2 separate regions of the Arachis hypogaea genome follow, and region 2 is linked to region 1. The links are chromatin contacts, called in public Hi-C maps. All regions are on one chromosome and are shown on one strand. Each heading gives the region's core, a stretch centred on a gene start, on an enhancer-like site or on the middle of the called end of the contact. The rest is flanking DNA. Distances are from core to core; before and after follow the strand shown.

Region 1 (4,427 bases), core at 328-2,827:
GCTCTACGAGTGCCTAAATAAGGGAGTTCTCAAAAGTGAAATCACTGAGGGGTACCGTGTCTCCGAATCCGGCCTCAGCCATATACGGGATGATGGCGTCCGATGGAGGAAGAGTATGACTCACTCGTCGGGGCAGTAGGAGACGAGGCCTCTGAAGAATGAAAAAGAAAAAGAATTTAACCTTACAAATAAAATATTCTAAAATTCTGGATTACTGTATTCTATCTCTTGTTTTTAAGTAATTAGACCGGCATAACATGGTACACAACACATTAATTTCAACAAATATTTCCATCTAACATAGCTACTTCTACTGAAGAACGTACTTCCATGTTTCTAGCCTACACATATCTCTAAATTACATTTTTCATAACAAACAAATCCTAACTATAACGTTATAAATACTAAACACCTAGCACAAGAATATCAGAGTTCCAAACTAATAATATATGTCATACCAACCTAGCACAAGCAAATAAAATTCTAAATTCATCTTAGAGACCTAACTGCTAACTCATATAACTATGTTCTAGTTCTTCATGACTACCCTAACAATGGCCACATCCTAAAATTAAAAAAAAAACATACGAAAACTAACTTCGAAGTCGGCCGCCCTAACGTAATGCGTCGTCTCGTTCAGCATGTTGATGTCTCTGTCATTCCCTGCCTTGTGCGCCATCACCGATTCAGTTGAAGGTATGGTCAGAAAGAGTTAAAAGAGGGGAGAAAGAAGTTGACAAAATCAAACTGGAGCTCAGAACCCAAGCTGTAAACGATTTGTATATATAGGCGCAGAAAGGCCTTATCTCGTTTAAGACAAAAAAATTTAAATTGGTAAATATTTCAAAAATTATTTATGTTGGTAAATATTATATTGATTTTATTTATTAAAATAAAAAATTCTATTATATAAAGATAGGTTATTATGAGACGATAAAAATACAATAAGAATCTTATGGCATAATGTAAAAATAAAAAATTGTGCTCAAGTGTGTGAATTAGCCACTTAAACTGACCTAACATAATAATAAAAAACTAAAAAACTAATAATGCATCTAAACACTACCTTAAGCTCTATTTTAATATATTTTTAATAGTCAATAAATATGTGTCTTTATTGTAAAATTATATTTGTTTTTCATTAAAATAAAAATTATTGTATTAAATTTAATTTCACATAATAATAAAAAAATTTGTTAAATTTTATCTAAAACTATATATATATATATATATATATATATATATATATATATATATATATATAATCAATTTAATAAAAAACAGAGTATTATAGTATTATTTAATTGATAAATTTATTTAGTTAAAATTTACATTATTGAGATTTTTTTATTAAACACTTAAACTAATATTACAAAATTTTAATAATATATTTCAACTCCAACAAAGTTTTATTTTCTAAAAATGTTCAATAAATATTTACTTTCAATCAAACTTCTAATATAAGTATTTGATAAATAATTTTTTAATTAATTTTATTTTAAAATAATTAAATAAAAAAAAAACATATGAATTAGTCCTCTTCAATACAACCCAGCACGTACCTTGTCTCCTGCTGCTGCCGCCTTCCTCTGCTACCTTCCTCTTCTCCCCTTCCTTCTCCTTCTCTGTCTTCCAACTCCGCCAGAGTCTTCGCCTCTGGCATTGTTGCTCCGTTCTACGCATCTCCTCCTGCTCCATTCAACTCCTGCATCGCCGCTGGCGTCTCTGTCGCCTGCGCGCTGCTGCTAGCGTCTCTGTCCGCCCGCGTCGCTGCCGCCAGTGTCTCTGCCCTTCCGCATCACTGTCACCAGCATCTCTGCCACCCGCTGGTCTACTTGCCTCTCTGCTCTCCTTTCCGGCCATCTCTGCTCACCTCTTCGCCCCGTCTTTTCCAACCTTGTCCGCCGTGGTTGCTGCCCTCCCTCGTCCCTGGTTAAGACTTACTGCTCTCTCAATTTTTTCATTGAATTTGCTTCATCATTAATGAATTGGAGTTTATCCTAATTAATAACAAGTTTCTATTAATGTGATTTATTTATCCTAATTAATAATAAGTTTGCTATTTCTGAGTTGCTGTTTAACCTTCTTTTGAAAATTTCGGTCTCTTTTATGGTTGTCTCTTGTCTGTCCAACTAGTGAGTTAACTTGTACAAGTTTAGGGGTTCAGGTCGTAGAATTGAGAAGACTCGGGCTCAAACATGTTTTCAGGTATACTCAGGTATTTCTGACGTTACTTGTTATTTGTTACTAATTATGAATCAAGGTATCTGATGCTGGAACTTGGTATTGATAGTTTGATATAGCATACATATGTTAGGAACTTAGGATGTTGATGTTGAAACTTGAAATTGATAATTTGATATGTTTTTCAGGATTGGTAATTGGTGAAATTAAATTATTAATGTAGAATACTTTGCGAGTAAAGTCTATGAGAGCTCTAGAGGTTTACTTAGACTCGCGAGTTTTACTACCTTTGTCTCATGAATATATGTTAGGGATTATGAGTGTTTTGTTTAGATACAAAATCTCCTTCTGTGGCACTTTTTAATAAAAAAAAGGGAAACAAACTTTTGTTAAACCTTTTTTAATGCACGATAATACTTATTCCGTTTTGTTTATATCATGAGTTATTTGTATCGTCTATGGAATTAGTTAACAAGAACTGCCAATCTACAGATTTTGATTGACTTCAATCTGGGATCTTGCTTTGCAAATTTTTGACAGTTCAAGATGCTTACAATAAGAAAACTTAAAATCAAGCCAGATATCACTTCTGCTTTCATTATTGCCAATTGCCATCATAGTGTTGCCCAAGTTTTCAACAACAGCTGTCACAAACCAATTGTTAAATCTATTAGCTCTTATTTAGCCAACTCAAGTTTACAAGCACGTCTTCTCAGATTAGAGAATAAAGTTACCTTTCAAGGACTTTATTTCTCAAGTGTGCCTGAAACAATTCTGGTCCAGGCTCGAGACCCAGCAAAAGTAAGCCTGGAAATACAAAATGCTATCGCGGGGAATCAATTAGGTTATTCGTGGAAATTATTTGAACAACACATGCAGATGGAGGGATTTCCTAGAAAATCTGTCTTCAACCAACTTGTAACAAGTTATGTGGATGGCCTTGATATGCAATGGTTAGAAAGGGCTTATGAATTGGTAGATCGAGCTATTGAGGAAGGCAAACAAACTTTGTTAGAAAAGGAGGTTCTTATATACCTTAGCTTTGGCCTTGCAAAAGCTGGACTACCTGTTCTTGCATCAACTATTTTGAGGAAAATGATAGATATGGAATTTTTCCCCCCAGTTAATGCTTGGTCTGCTGTTTTGGCCCACATGTCACAAACAGCCGATGGAAGTTATCTTGCTGCTGAGTTGATTCTTGAAATAGGTTATTTGTTCCAAAACAATAGAGTGGATCCGCGTAAAAAGAGCAATGCACCTTTGATAGCCATGAAGCCTAATGCTACAGCTTTTAACATTGCTTTGGCAGGGTGTCTCTTATCTGAGACATCTAGGAAAGCAGAGCAGCTTCTTGATTTGATGCCGCGAATTGGTGCCAAAGCTGATGCAAATTTACTGATAATAATGGCACACGTGTATGAGAGAAATGGGCGAAGAGAAGAGCTTAAGACGCTGCAAAGGCACATAGCGGAAGCCCCAAATCTAACTGATGTTCAGCTTCGACAATTTTATAATTGTTTACTCACGTGCCATTTGAAACTTGGGGATCTAGAATCCGCATCAAACATGGTTTTGGAAATGCTTAGGAAGGCTAAGGAAGCAAGGAATTCTCTTGCAGCTGCCAAATTTATGGTTAATGCTGCTACAACTGATAATAAATATTCTCCTGTACTGGCTTCTCTCCAGAGTTTGAGAAGCAATGGGGGGTTGGATAGTTTTGAAAATAACAAGCCATCAGGCAATGCTGTCTTATGCTATGAGGAATTTTCTAGAGATCGGAATTTCTTAAAACTCGAAGCGGAGTCAAAAGCTGTTCTTGATTCTTTACTAGCTAAGTTGCAGGTGCAATTTGACTTGATTACAACCGTACATGGTATACTTCAACCAACTGAAATGATTTATGTGAAATTAGTTAAAGCATTTTTAGAGACTGGCAAGATGAAGGATTTGACAGTGTTTCTCCTCAAAGCAGAAAGGGAAGATTCCCCATTTTCCAATGATAGTTCAGCCTTGGTTCATGTCATCAATTCATGCATTTCACTTGGATGGTTAGATGAAGCACATGACCTTCTTGATGAGATGCGTCTAGCTGGAGTCAAAACCGGTTCATCTGTATATGCCTCTCTTTTGAAAGCATATTGTCGAGCAAACAGGGTAATGGATGTCACGTCACTTTTGAGAGATGCTAAGAAGGCCGGTATCCAACTTGACTCAAGTTGTTATGAGGCAATGATTCAATCCAA
Region 2 (4,846 bases), core at 868-3,367, 190 kb before region 1:
TTTTAAAGCCAACTTCTGCTGCGCTGCATCTTCCTGTAACAAGACATGTCTCTTGCATGCAAATATATTGACAACACGTATGTATTGTATTGGTTAAAAAGCGAAGGGAATATCTAAAAAATTGTACAGATTTTTTAAAAAAGTAAAAGAATCTCTGCTCACTGCGACAATATACAGCCTCTGTGTTGATGGTGGCTCACTACGGCTTCGCTGCAAAAATTATTTTCACTAAAAACAACACGTGGCCTGCGTGTTATGGGGACTCGCCATGCATCTCTCTTCTCTGTAAAAATTGGTTGAGTTAAAGCAACATGTAATTAGTATATTAGCTAAGATAATATTACAACTCCATATTATAACATACCATGATAGAATATAACAAGGTTGCGAGAACCGGACCGGTCAATAAACCAGTGTGGTCACTGGGTTAATGGTTTAATGGTTCGACCGCGGTTCAATCAGAATTCAACCAGTTTAATTAAATATTAAATAAAATTATTAAAAAGTTTAAAGTTAATTTTAAATACATAAATTTAATAATTTCTAACTTAATAAAATTTAAAATTTCACATAATAAAGAGCAAAACTTCAAGAAGAGAGCTATGTAGAGTCAGCACCTAAACATAAATATGCAGCATATACATATAGTATTCTTCCATACATACGTCTTTGAAACAAGAGAAAAAATGCACAAACACAAGCATAAAAATCAAAACCATGTAAATAACATGACATTTATGTCTAAATTGTTAATAACCACAACACCAGCAGTAGTTTAAATACAACACCAAGAACAACACAACAAGATTATTAACAAAAAAATACAGATTATTATGTAATATAAATTATTAACAATTAATCCATAACACAGCAAAAAGAACAATTATTAACACCATAACAAGAACACAGCAACAGCCAAAAACACAGTAAAGAGGATTGCAAGAATTGTAACAGTACACCATTCCATACCATAACACACCAAGAACGACTTTTCAATACACAACACAGCAAGAACACAGCAGAGGACTCACCTACCAGAATCTTCAGCGAGCATGGAAGAGTAGAGGGGGATGGAGAAATTGCGGCGAGCACGGCAGAGCAAAGGGATACCTGCGACGAAGGAGAAGGAGAAGCGACCGACGACTAATGGACGACGCACACGAACGGAACCCGACTAACAAAATCATGAATCCAGCAAAGTAGCAAACAAATAAATTATGAACAGATAACAAATAAATCAAAATCATGAATCCAAAATAACCTCAGAAAACTATGAATTCAACAACCAAAATCATGAAGTCCAGCAACATTCAACATACATCAAATTTATTCTCAAATTCAACATACATCAAATTTATTCAACATTTGATTAATCATATAAAAACAAAATAAAAAAATTAAAAAAGCTAGAAACACAGAAGAACAGAAGTCTATAACAAAAAATGAAAACAGAAAGAACAGAAGAAGAGCCAGAAGCCCAGAACTAACCGCAAGAGAAGGAGAGAAGAGAAGGCCTCGAGCCTCGAAGTAGAGAACAGAACAACCCGCGACGCTGAGGCGACAACCCGCGACGGTGAAGCGACGACCCGCGACAGTGGCAGTTGCTCCGGCGTCTGTTTGATTCACGGCGGCGGTTGTCCTTCGTTGGCAGAACGGCAGAACCTCGAGCCTCGACGAGCTTAGGGTTTGGGAGTGGGAGTGTTCTTCGAAGAGTAGCTGATTCGGCCTTCTTTTTTTTTTTAAAAAAAAGCCAAACGACGCCATTTCATTAGCTGGGAGAGAACCGATAACTGCAGAAATTGGATTGGTTCGCTCAGTTCGCTGGTTAACCACCAGGTCGGCCGATTTTTCAACTGATTTCTTGCAGTGCAGTTTTGTGGATAGACCGAATCGGCTAAATGATTAGTTTCCGATTAACCTAGTTGAACCGACTCGGTTCGCTCAGTTCGCTGGTTAACCACCAATTCGACCGATTTTTCAACTGATTTCTTGCAGTGCAGTTTTGTAGATAGACCGAATCGACTAAATGATTGATTTTCGGTTAACCCAATTGAATCGACCGGTCTGATCCAATTTTCAGAACATATAAATATTGTCGATATTAAAAATAATTCCTAACACAACTACACATAACCACTATTCAAGTGTAAAACATTCAACTCCTCTGGATATGGAAATTAGATTCTTATTATAATTATACTAGGAGATGAAAAATCCTTCAAATATTTGAAAAATTTCTTAGAATTTTCTCCCTAAGAAGTAGAGTGAGTTCTCACACTGAAAATACATAACCTATCCTGAAAAGAACATGGCGGGGCGCAAGCCCATAGGGTCTTCCCACCCTCGCCTCGACGTCAACCACCGTCTCCCCCACCCTTCCTCCTCCGCCGCCGCACGCGCCCTCCCTATCGCCGTCCTCGAGGAACGCGTCGAAGCTCGCCACCGTCAGATCCAGTCTCTCCTCGTTGACAACCAGCGCCTCGCCGCTACCCACGTCGCCCTCAAGCAGGACCTCGCCGCTACACAGCTCGACCTCCGCCGTATCTCCTCCGTCTCCGCGGAACTCAAGGCTGAACGCGACGCCGAGGTACGCCGGATCTACGAGAAGTCTCTTAAACTCGACACCGATGCTCGCGCTGTCGCCGCCATGTCCGCCGAGCTCGACCAGGTCCGCGCCGAAGCTCGTGAGCTCGCCTCCGCCGGTGAGGAACTCGCCGCGAAGCTCAGCTCCGTCGAGAGTGACCTCGCCAGGGCGCGTGCGGAGGCTCAGGTCGTGCCAGCAATCAAGGCTGACATAGAGATCGTTCGCCGCGAAATTCAGCGAGGAAGGTATAACAATCTTTTTCCGTGCTCTTCTTTGTTATTTGTTTGCACTTATTTATTTATTTAAAAAGATGATTAGTGGGTTTTGTTGCTGCTGTTCTTGTTGTTTATTTGTGTTAATGGCATTTTCTATTTATATTGATGCTATTGTCAAACGGATGTGTAAGTTAGGATTTTTCTTTCTCTATAATTTGGTAATGAGGTTGGTGTTTGTGTCAGTGAAATTGAAATTGAAAAGCATGCTTATCTATTTTTGCCATGTGATAACAAGTATTGTGATTTCGTTTTTGTTCTTATTAAGGTTTGAAAGATGAAACTAGAGACTTAAGTTTACGGTAAACCCTAGATACGACAATGTATCAACCAGTGTTTTTTATATATATAATTGTAAATTAGATTTTCCTTAAGATTTTCATTTTTAGTATGTGGAAATAATTAGTTTCAAGGCCAAGAAAAAGTTGAGCTTGTTGGCAATGTTAGAGCTTGTGGATCCTGTAAGAAAAAATTTGAGCTGGCTATCATGTGTCATTGATAATGCTTGTGTTAGCTTGATATGCAATAGCAGCCATTTGGGTTTGCCTTATCTCTAAGCAAGTGTTTGCTTCTGAATCTTTCAATTATGACCTGTTGGAGTTTAATGTTATACAGCACAGACTGGAGCTTATTGTTCTTTATCCTTAGTTATTTCATAGTTTGAGTCACAAATTGAAATTTCCTTTCCTTATTGAAGCTGCATAATATGGTAGTTGATGTTAGAATTCTTTTAATAATATGATTTCCTGAAAACCTGATAGAGTTGAAATGAAGGCAATTTCAAAATTAAGGCTTTTGGATTACTGTGCAGTGTGTAGAATAATATGTCGATTTTATCCAAGATATTAGTTGTATGCTCTGATTTCTTTTATTAAACACTGATCAGTTCCATTACTTGTCTTCATGGACCAAAATACTGCTGACCATCTAGGTGTTCTAAATTTGTGTTGACTACTGAACCTAGTTTTCTAATTCCACCATCCTGTGTCTTCCTGTTTGAAGAGTGATCTATCCTGCAGCTACTCAGATGTTGGGGAAAGGGTCACATAGTTTTGTATATCACGCATTTTTTTAACTAACATTTATTTATGCATATAGGAATGCTGTTGAACTCGAGAAGAAGACATATGCTGCCAATCTTGAGCAAAGACGAACAATAGACAACAACATGATTATTATGGCCCGTGAAATTGAGAAGTTGCGTACTGAGCTGGCTAATGCAGAAAAGAAGGCGAGGGCTGAAATTACTGAAGCTAGAAACCCAAGTAATTCGATTTTCTTGGTCATTCATCTTGGAAGTGCTCACTGAATACAATAGAATAATAGCTTGAATGTTGTTTTGAAATCCGTGGAGTTGCTAATATGTAGGTCCTGGATATGTTGCAACTCACAATCCAGAGGTGGGACATGGAGGAATGTCATTTCCTCCTGATTCATATAGCATGCATCAGGTATATATGGCTCCATGTTACACACTGTTTTATTTACTCATTATTATCAGTCTTCAAGTAATTACACCATCAAATTGCATCAAGATAACTGCTGACATTTGACCATCCTCATTCCTTGATGTACTGATTCATTTAGGGAGAAAAGGCAACTATTTTATTCTTGAATTTGGACTTTGGTAATATACAAGGATACTATTGTTTTTGCTAGTATATGTGTGAAACTATATATTGAAGATAAATAACTAAATTTGCTTGACATTTCAGATTCAACAGGGGGTTGATGGTCATCATCAATATGCATCTGGAACACTACATCATCCATATGACATGCAGCATACACATGTGCCTAGATAGCAACCAACAATGTTTCATTCTTGAAAGAGAACGGAAACTATGTAAAGGAAAACTTCAAACAGGTGATGCCACCTTGTTTTCTGAAAGAAACTAACGAAATAACAAATCTATTTTTCTGATATCTTAAGATAGTCATTAGTTCCTAAGCTTGTATATATGTGTTGTTGTTGATTCTTAAAAAAAAT

Evidence for each region. Hi-C and Micro-C count contacts between places; a contact is called where the count stands out from the background.
Region 2: a Hi-C map of leaf shows a contact between it and region 1, with 2.6 times the contacts expected there. The contact joins the promoter of LOC112702761 here to the promoter of LOC112702756 in region 1. A contact is called at or near these places in 2 of 8 Hi-C or Micro-C datasets (leaf and an unstated tissue).

Annotation. Positions count from the first base shown.
Region 1 is chr7:21,267,815-21,272,241 of arahy.Tifrunner.gnm2.J5K5, reverse strand. LOC112702756 (pentatricopeptide repeat-containing protein At1g03100, mitochondrial) reads left to right here and starts at 1,577. Exons shown (of 3, transcript XM_025753922.3): 1 at 1,577-1,932; 2 at 2,168-2,208; 3 at 2,725-4,427. The coding sequence starts at 2,731.
Region 2 is chr7:21,460,855-21,465,700 of arahy.Tifrunner.gnm2.J5K5, reverse strand. LOC112702761 (protein FLX-like 1) reads left to right here and starts at 2,117. Exons shown (of 6, transcript XR_011863818.1): 1 at 2,117-2,829; 2 at 3,955-4,121; 3 at 4,225-4,307; 4 at 4,572-4,723.